Linked DNA regions of Canis lupus: region 1 is linked to region 2. Evidence: chromatin contacts called from public Hi-C data. All regions are on one chromosome and are shown on one strand. The core of a region is the stretch at or near the end of the contact, and the rest is flanking DNA. Distances in the headings are between cores, read along the strand shown. Region 1 has its middle 56 kb from the start of MTDH. Region 2 overlaps PTDSS1 (phosphatidylserine synthase 1).

Evidence for each region. Hi-C and Micro-C count contacts between places; a contact is called where the count stands out from the background.
Region 1: a contact with region 2 is called in a Hi-C map of skin fibroblasts, with 3 times the contacts expected there. The contact joins two enhancer-like sites. A contact is called at or near these places in 3 of 9 Hi-C or Micro-C datasets (amygdala, liver and skin fibroblasts).

Annotation. Positions count from the first base shown.
Region 1 is chr29:42,284,733-42,291,789 of UU_Cfam_GSD_1.0, reverse strand. No RefSeq gene overlaps it. Among named protein-coding and RNA genes, the nearest start is that of MTDH, 56 kb to the left of the region's middle. Within about 2 kb of position 1,364, at least 2 of the 20 cell types and tissues checked have an H3K27ac peak or open chromatin away from gene starts, as enhancers often do.
Region 2 is chr29:41,480,830-41,487,842 of UU_Cfam_GSD_1.0, reverse strand. PTDSS1 (phosphatidylserine synthase 1) reads right to left here. Exons shown (of 13, transcript XM_038579819.1): 11 at 5,726-5,794; 12 at 5,141-5,210; 13 at 2,516-3,557. The coding sequence ends at 3,448. Among named protein-coding and RNA genes, the nearest start is that of MTERF3, 46 kb to the right of the region's middle. Within about 2 kb of position 3,437, at least 3 of the 20 cell types and tissues checked have an H3K27ac peak or open chromatin away from gene starts, as enhancers often do.

The DNA.
Region 1 (7,057 bases), core at 115-2,614, 810 kb before region 2:
GTTAACTTTTCCAACTGGAGAGAAGCTCTCTTGCGTTGCTGTGGGTCAGGGACGGTTTAGGTCACTCTCAGCTTTGTACAAGTTAACATCTACCCGCACAAAGTTGTAGTAGACCCTAATCGGTGGTAAAGAGTGAGTCACTAGTAAACCCCCGGAGGACAGGATAATTGTGGAGCGGGTCTGTACCATGTTCAGGATGACACTGACAAGGCAGCCAGCCACCTTTTTGTCCACTGCCAAGTTTTGGATGTTTTTGCCATTAGGTTGCCTGGAGTCAAATTTTGGCCCCACGCTCACCAGCTATGACTGCGGCCAAGATATTCAACTTCTCGAAGCCTCAGTTTCCTCATCTGTAGAGTTAACAATAAATAGTTCCTACCACATTGGGTTACTGTGAGTTGTCAGTGAGCCGACCCAGGTGAGGAGAATGGAACGGAATGTGATCGCCCGGCCTCCAGCAAGTGCTCATAGAGCTTAGAACTATTCCTTATGCGGGCGTTAGGCTGAACTGTTGGTAATCAGGGGAGGAGCCGTGTCCTCCATGTCCTGGCCTGGTGAGGGAGGGTGCTGGGACTCTAAGGCCATCACAGTCTTGGTTGTAGTGGTCAGAAGAAGTTCATGTCTTTTAGGAATCACAGAGAGCTTTTACCTCCAGTCTGCGGTCAGAGTAGCCATTGGCAGTCCAGGGCAGAGCCTGGATGGAGGCAAAGTAGGGGGGCACTGGGACAAACAGAAGGTGGAACAGAGAAGGGGCGGGGGGAGCTGAGGGCCTGGTGTCACTTGGAGGTGGGGGCTGCTGAGCCAGTGGACATTTGAATCTTGTTTTCCTTCTTTTCTTTCTTCCTTTCTTTCCTCAACTGCTGAAGCTTCCATGCAGGCACTAGGTACTCTTCTGGTTGGTACTTTTCTACTCTTCAGAGTTGAACATGATACAGTCCCAACACTTAGGGAGTTTGTGAACTAGCAGAGGAGCCAAACGTGACCAATCGTTGTAGAGAGTGTACAAAGTGCAGTGTATCAAATAGGAGATATGCCTGCAGGAGGAAAGCGTTTGCTCCTTCAAGATTGTTCCGGCAGCTAACTGGCCTGGGATGGACCACAGAAGGAAGGCAGTGGAGCTTATGAACACATCAGGAGAGCGACAGTGATTTGTTATGGGTTGGATTGTGCAACCCAAGGTAATATACTGAAGTTCCAATCCTCAGAACCTCAGAATGACCTTATTTGGAAATAAGGTCATTGCAGATGAAATTAGTTAAGATGAGGTCATAGTGGAGGAGGGCGAGCCCTATTGCGATGTGACTGGTGTCCTTAGGAGAAGGGGGGATTTTGGACACACACACACATAGAAAAGGAAGTTGATATGAAGACACACAGGAAGTCGGCCATGTGAAGACCCAGGCAAGACAGGAGTCGTGCTGTCACAAGCCAAGGAAAGCCTGGGGCCACCAGAACCTGGAAGTGCGGAAAGATCATCCCCTAGAGTCTTTGGAAGGAACATGGCCCTGCTGATGCCTTGCTTTCTGACTTCTAGCCTCCAGAACTGTGAGGGAGTAGGTTTCTGTTATTCTAGGCCAACCAGATGGTGCTACTTTGTCACATCAGCCCTAGGAAGCTAAACAGCTTTCTGGGCAGGTGGTACTATTTACAGTTTGCATTAAAAAAAAAAATCATAGAGTAGGGAAACATTGGTACATGACTTATAAAGCACAACTGACACAGCTCATTTCTGGAATGGTCTGGCCAAAGAAGAAGGTCCATGAGTCCAAAAGGCTAAAGAACATTGGGTGATGTTCACTGCGAGCTTGTAGTGGTCCATGCTCTTCGAAGAGCTCTACGTGGATGAACTCATTCACCATTTTAACCCTTCCCGTGAGTTAGGGGTCACAGTCTCCGCCTTACAGAGGAGGAAACTGAGATACAGCCCAGGTCACGGTGTGTATGTATCAGGAGTGGGGTTAAAACCAAGTAGTCTGTTCGCAGAGCTTGTGTTAACTGTGGCCGTGCCGGGGTCCCCTCCTTGGACCTCAGGGGAGGGAAGGGCCGCAAGTGCCCACGGTGCTCCCCCACGTGTTCCTTCCTCAGCCACCGCCCCCGACGCCCTCCCTGTGAGTGCTCCCGTAGTGCTACCTCCTCTTTTTTAGAAAACTGATTTTTAAAAAAGGGAAGTGAAATTCACAAAACATAAAATGAACCACTTTAAAGGGAACAACTCCGTGGCATCTAATGACCTCATGATAGTGCAGCCATGACATCTAGTCCCCCAACATTTCGTCCTTCCAAGAGAAAACCCTGACCTGTGACGCAGTCGCTCCCCATCCTCCTCCCCCGCGCCTGGCAACCACCCATCCACCTGCTTCCGTATCTGTGATTCACCTACTCTGGCATCTTACCTCAGTGACATCGCACACTATGTGGCCTTTTATGTTTGGTTTCTTCCAATGCCCATGCTGTTTTCGAGGTTCATCCAGCACGATTTGGATGGCTGAATGACGGTCCGCTGTATGTATTTACCGCGATTTGTTTATCCCTTTATCTGTTGATAGACATTTGGTTGTTTATTTTATTTTATTTTTTTTTAACCTTTGGCTAATGTGACTAGTGCTAGTGTGAACATGAAGGTACAAGTGCACATCTGAGTATCTTTTTAAAATTCTTTTGGGTATAATCCTAGGTATGCAATTGCTGGCTTATATATTATTTCTTTTTTTCTTCTTTCTTTTTTTTTGGGAGGGGTCATATATTATTTCTATGTTTAACTTTGTGACCTGGCGTCTCTTGTTTCTCATTCTTCCATGTTGGTTCCTCATCACAAAGCCCTGCTTAGAGTGTGGGGAAGCTGGAAAGCTGGAAATGGGCCAAGGAGTAGGGTCAGGGTCAAGGAAAGGCTGGGACCATGTCCACCTTAATTACTGTTTACTTCATCTGTCACATTTATTATGTGGGATTATTCTCAAGTTTTAGGAAAATGGACTAAAAGTTTGCCCCTTAAAATGGAATTGTAGAACATTCAAGATGGAAGATTCTGTAGAGATTTTACAATTTGGTGAATCTTCAAGCTTTCCCTGACTGACTTCTCTCAGGCCTCATGAGGAAGGCCTTGAGGTCCTCCCATATCCCATCCACCCTTTAATCATATTGGCTCTAATTTTTACCTCTTTTACATTTTGGGTTTAAGGGTAAGATTTCCCATGATGAGCAGAGGAATGATTTTTTAAAACTTAAATTGTTTTTGCATCTGGTATTTCCTTGTACCCTTGGGTCCTTGACCCATTCAGTGAGCATGGCTTTCTGTGTCCATTGCCTTAGGAGAAAGACGACTCAGAGAAGTCAGAGGGACAAAACGGGAAGGCATTCTTGGGTTGTAAATTTTAAAAATCTGGGTTTCCGAAAAGGCAGATTTCTGTGCGTAGGATAGGGATTTGGGAAGCGAAGAAAGGCAAAGATTCCTGCCTTGGGAAAGACTCTCAGAGATGGGAGCAAGGAAAAGGTAGCAGGGGAATGAATAGGCAGGGAGGTCATTGGGCCTGGGTGAGTCCTAAGCCATTGATGAATGGCTCACCTATGCTGGATGTCAAAGGAAGCCAAGTCTCCATTGGTGTGAGCACTATGTCCCCTTCAAGGAGGAGCTTGGAAATGGATTTCTTGATGTCTGGTGAGGACTTCCTCTTAGACAACTATCTGCATGTCATCTAATGAATAGCGTGAGGACCTCCATCTGTGTGCCAATACTGTCTCCTTCCTGTGGCACCTATAGCTAGTGGCCTACTCAATTTCCATTCACCTCTTTCCTCTTGCTTTTATATATCCAGCTTGGTTCAGGGTCGTGATGTGTTTATCAAAAAAAATTCCTAGGCTTCCTTCAAGGCCACGTGGACAGTTTCTTAGTCAATGAGATATGAATGAAAGGCTTCCATGTTCCACTGGATGAGGCTTCCAGGAAAGCCTTAGAGAAAACCAGCTGGCATGAACACTTTGCCCTCTCCTTTCTCTCACTTTTCTGCCTAAAATGGAGACATGTTGCCTGCAAATGTCCAGATACTCTGTGACCATTTGCTAAGGACGGCGGGGCAGGGATGTAGAAGGAGCCCAGTCCTTGGCCACACTAGAGCTGGCTTGCCTTGTATTCAGTTTCCTTGTTAAATGAAAGAAATAAATCCCTCACTTAATCCACTATTCACCTTCCAAAACATGTAAATGAGCATATTTGGGACAGGTCCCATGACTCTTAGTCCATGTACACAACTTGAATAGGAACATGTGTCCCACATGCATGACTCGCATCCTGACAACCGATGAGGGGACATATTTCTGGAGACCTGCAGAGGTGGTGCAGTGAGGAAGGAAGAACCTTCAGCACTTGGGTGAAATCAAATGGGACCCACCTGCCATCTTTCTAGAGCCAGGATATTGATAGAATATTCTCTTTCCATTACAGAAGAATGGGTTCACTTAAAAGTAAAATCCCCTGCTATGATCCACGCTCTCTCCCTTTATAAAGAAAGGGGATGAAACTGAGGGACAGGAAGCGACTTGCCCCGGGTCCTGCAGGAAGTAGGCGGCTAACGTGGATCAAGAGGTAGGTCTCTCCCATTCTCCATGCTTTCTCCACCACTAGAGCGGTTCCAGTGCTAAATTCCTTCATATTTTGTTTTGTTTTCTACTAAGGTGATTAGCTGAGTATCTGGTGTGCAAAATTAGGGAAATTTGAGGGCTTCTAAATGAAAGTAAACAAGGATTAAACAAATCAGATAATTTAAAAGAAATCCAGATGGTAATTAAAAGGATTAATCCTGGTGTTTCTAAATGACAAACAGTTCTCTTAATCTTAATTATTAATTGCTAAATTAAATGTTACAGCCTCATATATTCTCATATTGTTCTGATTTATTCATCATCAGTGTACTTGAGAGAAGTGGGAAACATTAATTAACCATATATAAATTTCTGTATTCCTGAGCAGATGCAAGAACAGGACAGGTTTCACTACTGCAGGGGATTATAGTTGACATAGAACTCCAGGATGAGGCAACAGCAATCCCAAGTGGCTGGAAGAAATGGTCTCCCAATCTGGAAATCTAGGGCTGAAGACACAGTGCTTTTCCACGGAGCAGCTCACGGAGAATTGGTCGGGAAAGCAACCGCGATAGCTTTGAGACTGGCCCGTGGTAGTCCGCAAAATCTGAGTGCTCTATAGGAAGCTCATGGACGCAGTTCCTCTAGATTTTGGTGGAGCACCCTCTGGTGGCTCCAGGTTTGTTTTTTTTTTTCTTTTTTCTTTCTCTTTGATTTCTCTCTCTCTCTCTCTCTTATAAATTTTGTTTATTTATTTACCCATGAGAGACACAGAGAGAAGAAGAGACACAGGCAGAGGGAGAAGCAGGCTCCATGCACGGAGCCTGATGCGGGACTCGATCCCAAGACCCCGGGATCACGACCCGAGCCAAAGGCAGAGGCTCAACCATTGAGCCACCCAGGCGTCCCCCAGCAGGTTTTCTGCAGGAGTATAGACCCTTACTCCGTGAGTGGAGTTATTTTGGAGGGACTGTTTCTGTGGTGTTGCACCCCTTTTCGGAAAGCATTCTACTGCTTCACATATTTTACAAGTTGCAACTTGCGTTGCCTTTGATGCTGTTTAAACTCTTCACTTGGTTTTTCTTCAGTTGAAGCAGGTAGTGATGCTTCATCTCCCACCTGAAATACACACTTTCAAACCCTGCATTTAAGGACTAATATTTTGTGGACTTGTTAGAAGGGAGGAGATGACTTCTCCTAATTTCATTCAGTGTAAAAGGGAAATTCACTATACACCAAGGTGTGTTTTTTTGGATTAATTTAACTTTAACATTATTTTTTAACGTATGTGAGAGACTTAAAAATTGTAAAACCCTGCACATATCTAAGTATTACCTGCATCTCTGTCATCTGTCTCAAGGGAACAGGGAACAGTCACCAAGCTCAGTTATAAAGGCAGAGAATCCTCAGCCAGAAGGTTGGAAGATCATTCTTTTATTCCTCCATTAAACATCTATTAAGCACCTGTAGTCAGCAAATATGAAGAAGTTCTTAAAGAGTAGATAGTCTGCTGGGGGAGAGAGAAACATTAACAAATAGTTATAGTGTGTGAGCACCTTTATAAGCCTTAAATTCGGGACGCCTGGGGGTGCTCAGTGGTTGAGCATCTGCCTTCAGCCCAGGGCGTGACCCTGGGGTCTTGGGATCGAGTCCCACGTCGGGCTCCCTGCATGGAGCCTGCTTCTCCCTCTGCCTGGGTCCCTGCCTCTCTCTCTCTGTCTCTCATGAATAAGTAAAAATCTTTTTTTTTTTTTAAATCTTAAATTCCCTTTATATTCACAATAACACAAAGCCACTTTAACCCGAATGATTTGGACAAACTATCTGAAGACATATACCATCTGGTAGCAGTTACACACTTATATATAAAGGAAAATAAACTCACCTCTATTAATCATGGAATAATTCACTGTTTTAGATGATAACCTTAAAAGTTTCCTTCTGTTCCACTGTTTTCTGAAATAAAAAAAAATGCTGATATATATAAAAGGAAAGAAAAGAAAGCCAGAAGGCTTCAGGGGCGAGCATGGTGTCCAGGACACAGCAGAGGCCCCACAATATTGGAGAAATGAACAAGTACATTAACAGCAAGAAGAGGGAAGGGATTTTCCCATTTCTTACGTGAGCACTGTTCAGAATGTCCATTTGGAAATTCAGTACAAGGCCCGGCGTCCCAGCCGGGAGCACGTTAGCTTCTAACCACCTTTCTGTGGATGATTCAGTGGGAAAAACGCGAAGGCTTCAGAGAAGGGTGCCGAGGGAGACCACATTGCCATCGTCGTCATAGCGACGGGCAGCCAGTGGGTTGGCAGCGGCAGTGTAGACGGGGGGTTCCAACATTTTCCCGAAGGGGGTTGAATTGCTGCAGGTTGCTTGCCTCCCCTCTCTCGGTCTGGGTCACAGGCATGTGACAGAGCGCCACGAGCCACGCTGGACAGGGGCCACGTGGAGGAGGATGCTCTGCTGCTGAGGATGGTGGGGA
Region 2 (7,013 bases), core at 2,188-4,687:
GGAGCTGCTTGGACCTGTTACAGACCCTTCACGGGGTGAGACTGTAACCACCAATATTTTCTTACAGAGCAAGCGGCTTCCAAATCTACCCGACAGAGCTGCAAGGAAGGGATGTCAGGACAAAGTCACTGATGGATTTCTGAAATGGACTAAAGGCAGCCTTCCGTAAACACAGGAGATGAGGGAGATTGTTACGAGTCAGCATTCTGACAAACCAAAAATATAAATAAATAAAAAAAATCACCTGCAACCATTTTCCTCCTTCGCAGGCAGACCTTAATAATTCCTCTGAATTCACAGAAGATAAGAAAGTGAAAAAAAACTGTATTTATTGCATCAAAAATAATATCAAAGTTCCACCTGACATTTTTGGTGACCTTCACCTGTGATAGTCCTAGCATCAGGTGTAGAATGAAACGCAACCTAGAGAAATATCGTAAAAAGTGAATCGTTATGGGCTAGCAAATGCGACCGTGCAGCCCACTGGTCTGAGCCATTACTCAAGCCGACCCTTGCGAGGAACCAAATCTCAAGGATGAGCCTTGCCAGCGCACATGCACGTACAACGGGAAGACATGCATTTACGGCGAAACGCTCAGCGACGGACCGAAGTCTCGCATCTTGATTTCGATCCTGTATGTGGGACGTATATTGAGGATTGCGATGGCCTGCCTAGGAGCCCTGGTGCCCCCGACAATTGGGACGCCGTAGATGAAGCCAACCTGGCGAGCATCGCGGCGGGCCCAGCGAATCCGCAGGACGTGCGGAGCACGTGAATCAAGCCCCCTGTGCGCAAGGTCTGGTTTTCCACAGTGAATGGGTGCTTCCATTCTACTGGGCATTTAGCCTCTCCCACCCCGTATGGCCCTGACCAAGTGCGCTCTTAGAAACACGTCAAACAATCCAGTGTCCACTTCCAGAGGGAGACCCCTGACAAAAAGACCTGTCACTTTGGGATGCAGCTTCGGAGGGGCCGACCAACAGGGCCGAGCCTGCCGAGTTTGGTGAAGAATTTTATTTTTCCTGGGTGAGAACTCACAAGCTCACCAAAGAAGAGGTGCTAGTGAAAATAAGGTTGGCTTTTATGGGATGTCTTTTATCATCAACATGCTTCACAGGTCAACGAAATGTCCTAGCATCGCGGCGGGAGCGGTTTGGCCACGGCTTCTGCAAGTGGTGAAAGCAGACGTGAGGCAAGCCGGGGAAGGCCATGGCAAGACCAAGAATGACATGAAGGGAAAAGTGCCCAACACTCGGTACCACGCTACTTACGGAGAAAGACCCATGAAACATTCCTCGTGCGTTATGTCCCAAACAGTGGTGTCTGCTAGCGGGGCAGTCTGCAAATGGCACATGTGAGATGATTGGCAATCAAATCATTTCTGGTATGAAATGAGGCCTCTGGTCTATTTCCATCAACGCGAGGTCCATTTCCATAGAAACGGGCGGAAAAGTAGGGCAAACCCAGCAGTATGGCTTCCAGGAGGAATGGCGGCCGAGGCTCAGCCAGTCACCGAAAGTGCTGGTTTTCTGACTACTGTGTCAAGAGCTTTTACTGGGAGGGGAAAAAAGAAAGTTCCGACTCAAAGAGCAGGCACAGACAGTGTCTGGGGACTTTGCTGGGATGTCACACAAAGGCATGGAGGAAAAACGGTCTCCTGTGCACGGTGCTTTTCGAATGCCCCCCAGGAAAGTCGGCCGCCTTGTGTGCAACGGGGCCTCCATCTATGCCAGCCTTGCAGCAAGGAACAAGCGGAGTCAGAGGCACGGTCAAGAGCTTGGAAACGCTCGATGGTGTGGGCCAGGCCCAGGAAGGAGCGTCGAGGTAGACCATGGACGTGATCCCGTGACACACTCAGGACTCAGTGCACAGAGAAGCAGAATGCAGCGGGGGACGAAACAAGTGCACCTGCTTGCAGAGGTTCTCGCTGTGCCCGGGCCTACAAACTGCCTCTCTGCTCCTCCGGCGGCAGCAATGCGCCCGGCTGCTGGAGCAGGTCTGCACGAGGCTCTGAACCCAGCGGTCAGAGCAGGCCCAGGGGTGCAGCGTGTGACCCCAGCTCTGCAGGATTCATTTAACCCCTTTACCCCGGAATTCCTATGCAGGAAAAGAAAAACATGACAGTCCTAGGTGAAAGGTGTTGTTTTGGGGGGAAAGACATGGAGAACTCTGCTCTGTGAAGGAACAAGAGGATCTCCTTCAGCCAGTTTCTGTCCGTCTGCTAATCAGCTGAGTACTGGCCGTTTGTAGGAGGGGAAAATCCCACTGGGTTCATGCAGCCACGTGAAAACACAAGGACGATCTTGTTCGCCTCCTACTGGTCACTCGGGGAGCTGAGGAAATAGGGCGCGCGTCCGTGAGCCCCCTGAAATACCTGCCTCCCTCCTTCTTGCCTCATAAAGCATGTAGGCATGCGGATTACCCTGAGGTCACCTGAACAGGACAGTGACTGCTGACAGGTGGTGGAAAGTACCAGTAAGATGCAAAGAAATGAGCATTCTGCAGAGACTCATCTTTGATGGACTTTAACGTGAGTTATTTTATTTAAAACAGGAATCCATCCGAGGTGGTGAACTACCAGGGCAAAGGTTCTAGAGCATGGCACACGTGAAAGGTAATACTCACCAGCACCTGACATGGGACTAAAGGACAATGTCAGCCACACACCAGGAAGGAAAACAGAATGTCAAAGGCACCTGGCTGGGAGAGGAGCCATGGCGGGCGCTGCCTCTGCAGCAGGTTCACTTCTGCGCGCTGTGGACACGTCGGGACAAACGACATTTGGAACGGACGAGAAAGGTTCTGATCTGAAGCCTGGGGTCCTGGGTGGGGGGCTGACTTGTCCTCACATGGGTTTCCACCCACCGCGTCCTAAGGAGGGGGGCATGTGCTGGAGGGAACACACTCTCCCCGTCTCATCTGCAGGCGAGGGGCGCGCCCTCCCCAGTGCAGCTTCAGCAGTGGCCTCTCACTTAAAACCAAAGAAGCACGACGATAACACGAGACAGAACAGCAGCCTGACCCGAAACCAATCCGCGGGATGGGAGAGGCAGGTCCCTAACAACAAAAACCCGTCACCAGCTTGAACATTGGAAGGAAGGTGTGCCGACGACCCGCAACCACAGGACACCCACGCACGCTGTGGGCCGGACAGCTGGGCGCCAGGGCCGTCCCTTCCCGCGGAGCTCTGCGCCCCTACCAGGGACCACATGCCAAGTGCCGAAGCTGGACGAGACCCCGCATTGGCAAAGGATCCCAGGCGAGGACCTGCCGGGCGTGACCAGGTCTGCGGGAAACAAGACTCACGCTGTCCAGTGATGACCCCAGGCCCCTGTGCTCGTCCGGATGGCACCACCTCTTTGCCCTCGGCACAGGGAGGGCCACACCACCTGTCCACCCTCCCAGTTCTAGGCACTCTCCGGGACGTCCACGTGAACCAGGCTCCTTCATTTCTTTCCAAGTCCGTTGGTGACTTTCGACTTGGAATGCCGATTCCTTCTTCTGGAAGAGTGGCTCTCGTGGTTGCCTGGGTGCTTGGGTGGGCTGTCTTCAGAACCTGGCGGAGGAAGGAAGGAGAACACGCCGTCAGGGCTGCAGGGCCTGTGGGCTGGGCCTCAGATGGCCTCTCTCCGCCCAGGCCGCCCGCCGCTGATCCTTGCACTCCATCTAGTGGCTCGTGGCGGCTGGTGGAGGCACCAGGGCCGGCTGCAAACCCCGCAGGCAAGCAGGGCAGGCAGCCGCTCACCCCGGGAAGGGCGAGGGGAGGGGCGTCCTGAAGAACTTGCATGCCCTAGGCCCTCACCGGTGGGGGTGGGAGGGTGGGGGTGGGAGGCCTTATGCTCCCTGTGCTGGGGCGGGGGTGGGGGGTGGGGGGAACACATCAAATCCTGGCATGAGGCAGAATGATGAAGCCGCCGGGCGTCTAGGGGCCTCTCCCAACCAAGGAGGCATCACCCGAGGTCCCGCCTTGACCCGCAAGCCCCAGGGTCTCTACCTCCCTACACTGGAAGGTTCTGGACTTCACAGGACTAAAGATCTCCTGCCCTCTATCGGGGCCCAGAGCACACTTTGAAAAGTGGGCCTCTTACTGCTCAGGGCAGCCCCGGAGCCTCCCACGGGGGATGCCACCCCCCAGGATGCTCAGTCCCCGGGGCATCGCCGGTCACACTGTGGTGGGCCGAGAGCTCGCAGGACAGGCCTCCCAGGACAGGGGGTGGGGGAGCGCGCGGGGGGCCGGGGACGCGAGTGGGTCTGCGGACAGGGTTCTCTGCACCGGGGCTCAGGCCTGGGCCCACCCCAGGGCCGCCGCTACGGGAACCCCAGAGAAGCACGAGCTCTGGTCTCGGGGGCAGGGCACCAGCTGCAGGGCTATTTCTGTAACTGCTACGCCTCCCTGTCACAGGGACGCGTGTGCGGCACTGCCTGCTCGTCGCCGCCTCTTGGGGAGCAGGGCTCGGCGGGCCAGGAGCCAGGGCCGCCCTGCATGGGACCCCCGCCCACCTGCACCGGCCTGCAAACAGGTGTCCACCCGCCCCTGGCCCAGGTCTCGCGGGGCGCCCCCCGCAGGAAGAAGCGTGAATCGCGCGGCCCAGGGAAGCCTGGACAGCCGCCCGCAGGCCTACCCCTCCGTGGCCTCACGGCCTCCTGCGCTGCCACTGTCCCCTCGGTCCAGCCCCCGGGTGGCTCTGAGAGCCTGCGGGGGGCGACTGCACAGGGGCACCTCCCTGGCATCGGGCCCGAGCCTGCCCGCCGATGCCGCCAGGCCCACAGCTCCCCAAGGCCCTGCAGAGGCCAGTGGAGACCCCGGCTACGGCCAGCAGCTCTCCTCCCCGCACGTCGCTCCTGGGCCTTGGCAGTCAGGACGGCCCTCAGGATGCTACAGGCTCCAGGCCCCCGACATCCTCCCGTCACAAGGCGCAGACCCACGGGGCGCCTCTCCTCAGGAAGCCAGGTCCCCGCGGGGTCCGGCCACGACTGTGCAGGCCCCGGGGGCGCGTAGTGAGGACGCGACGGGCAGTCTGGGGCCTCGGGCGAACGCTTGCCAACACCAGGGGATGAACCCGGATCCGGATCTCCGCGCTGGGCCTCGAGACGAGCAGGGCCCAGCAGGGGGCTCAACACGGGCTGAGAAGGACATACCTTTTGAACCTTTCGCATGAGACCAGGAGATTTCCGGGCCGTAGGTGCCATCGTCGCATTCTGAGTACGTCTAAGGGAGACAGAGGCACAGGTCAGGACAGGTGCCAGGCACTGGGTGGCCGCCCAGCAGGTGAGGCTGCATCACCCGCGTCCCCCACATGGGACCCAGCCTCCTTGCTACAAGCCCACGGGGTCTCCCGGGGACGGGACTCGTGTTCTAGACGGGGCCACCAGCCCCTCGGGCGTGGGGTGAGTCAGGACGAGGGCCGTGGTCACCTAGCCATGATGCTGTGCGGCAACCACGAAGGCAGGTGGCCAGCCCGTTCCCATCCACCCCTGCACGTCCCACGAGGGGCCCAGGTGGACTCAGGGGGCAGGGAGGCCCAGCCTCGTGAACCCGGCCCGGGGCTCTCCAGGCAGTTTCACTTGTAAACAGACACACAATTGGGTTTCGAACCCCTTCCAGAGGGTGGAGCTCGGGGCTCCGAGGGGGCAGCTGGGGGGCGAGTCTGGGGTGGCCACGGCGCTCCAGGGGCCCCGCCAAAGCTGCCAGCAGGACGCGGCCCCGTCCGCCCCCGCCCCTACCTTCTCCCGGTGGCCGTAGTGCTCTGCGTACCACACCATGCCGTACAGACACAGGAAGGTGGTGAAGGCCTGGAAGACACAAGCCCCCACGCTCCATCAGCGACAGGCACTGAATCCCCTTCCCCGGCTCCAGCAGGACGGCGCCCACGAGGGCTCGGCGCAGTGTAGCCCTGTGTCCCAGGCACCGTTACAGAGGACAGACATGGGCCTGGGGGTGTGAGCCGGGCGCCCCCCGCCCCCGCACTCTGCATGAGCGTCACCAGGAGGCCCGAAGCGCCACGTGGGACGCCGACAGTCGGCAGGCAAGGGCACTTTAGATGGAGTGTAAGGGGGACGTGTTCCCAGCATGGCCCTGCCGGTGCTCCCTGGGAGGACACCCCGGACGTTGGATGCTCCGAGTCTGGCTCTCATGGCCGCCCCGCTGCCCCCACCTCTGGGACGTCACGGGGACGTGACATCAGCTTCTGTGGGAAGAGGAGTCTTGGCTGAGAAAGAGGCTTCGTCCCTGGGGTCATAGGGGCCTGACGCCCAGTGTCAGCCCCACCCCGGCCCACTTCTGGCTGCCTGTTTCCCTTCTGTAAGTGGACGGGAGCCTACAGAGGACGGTGCTGTCAGCGGGCCCCTGCGCAGCACAGGAAGGCTGCGGTCCGCACGGCCAGGGTAACCCCACGTCCTCCTCCCCACGCCCTGGGTGACACGCTAAGCATGGAAGGGCACCTACAGGGATCCCATGCTTCAGGCACGCCAGGGCCCAAGCATCATGCAGCTTTCTGGTGGCCTTGCCGTAGCCCTAAGGGACGCAGCGGGAGTGGGGACGGGGGAGTCCCCGCCAGGCCCCGCAGCCCGGCCTGACCGTCCGACTGTGACCGAATCACCAAAGCAAAGCCGAGCCCAACGCCCGTCCTGTGTCCAGGATTCCTTGCCCCAGGGGCTCGCTGATGCCCAAGCGCTGGCACGTCCGGTGAGACCTTGTCACCTTGAACCACCGCCCGCGCAGCTGTGAGGTCGTCGTGGAAACTCTTCTTGAACGATTGTAATTCTTTCCAAGAGTCCTAACTTTACACCCAAAAGGGTGGCCTCAAGCATCCTCCCAGTCCTCACGTCACAGACAGGAACGAACATGCGGAGGGCATGGCCCCGGCGGCACCTGGCCAGCACGTGGCAACGGGGCCTGGACCCAGCTCTCCCGATGTTGTAAGGGTGGCTGTGGACGTGGAGAAGTACAGGTGCCTTGTCTCCAGGTCCACGTACTTCCACCCTTCCATCCACTCACCCACCCCTGGAGGAA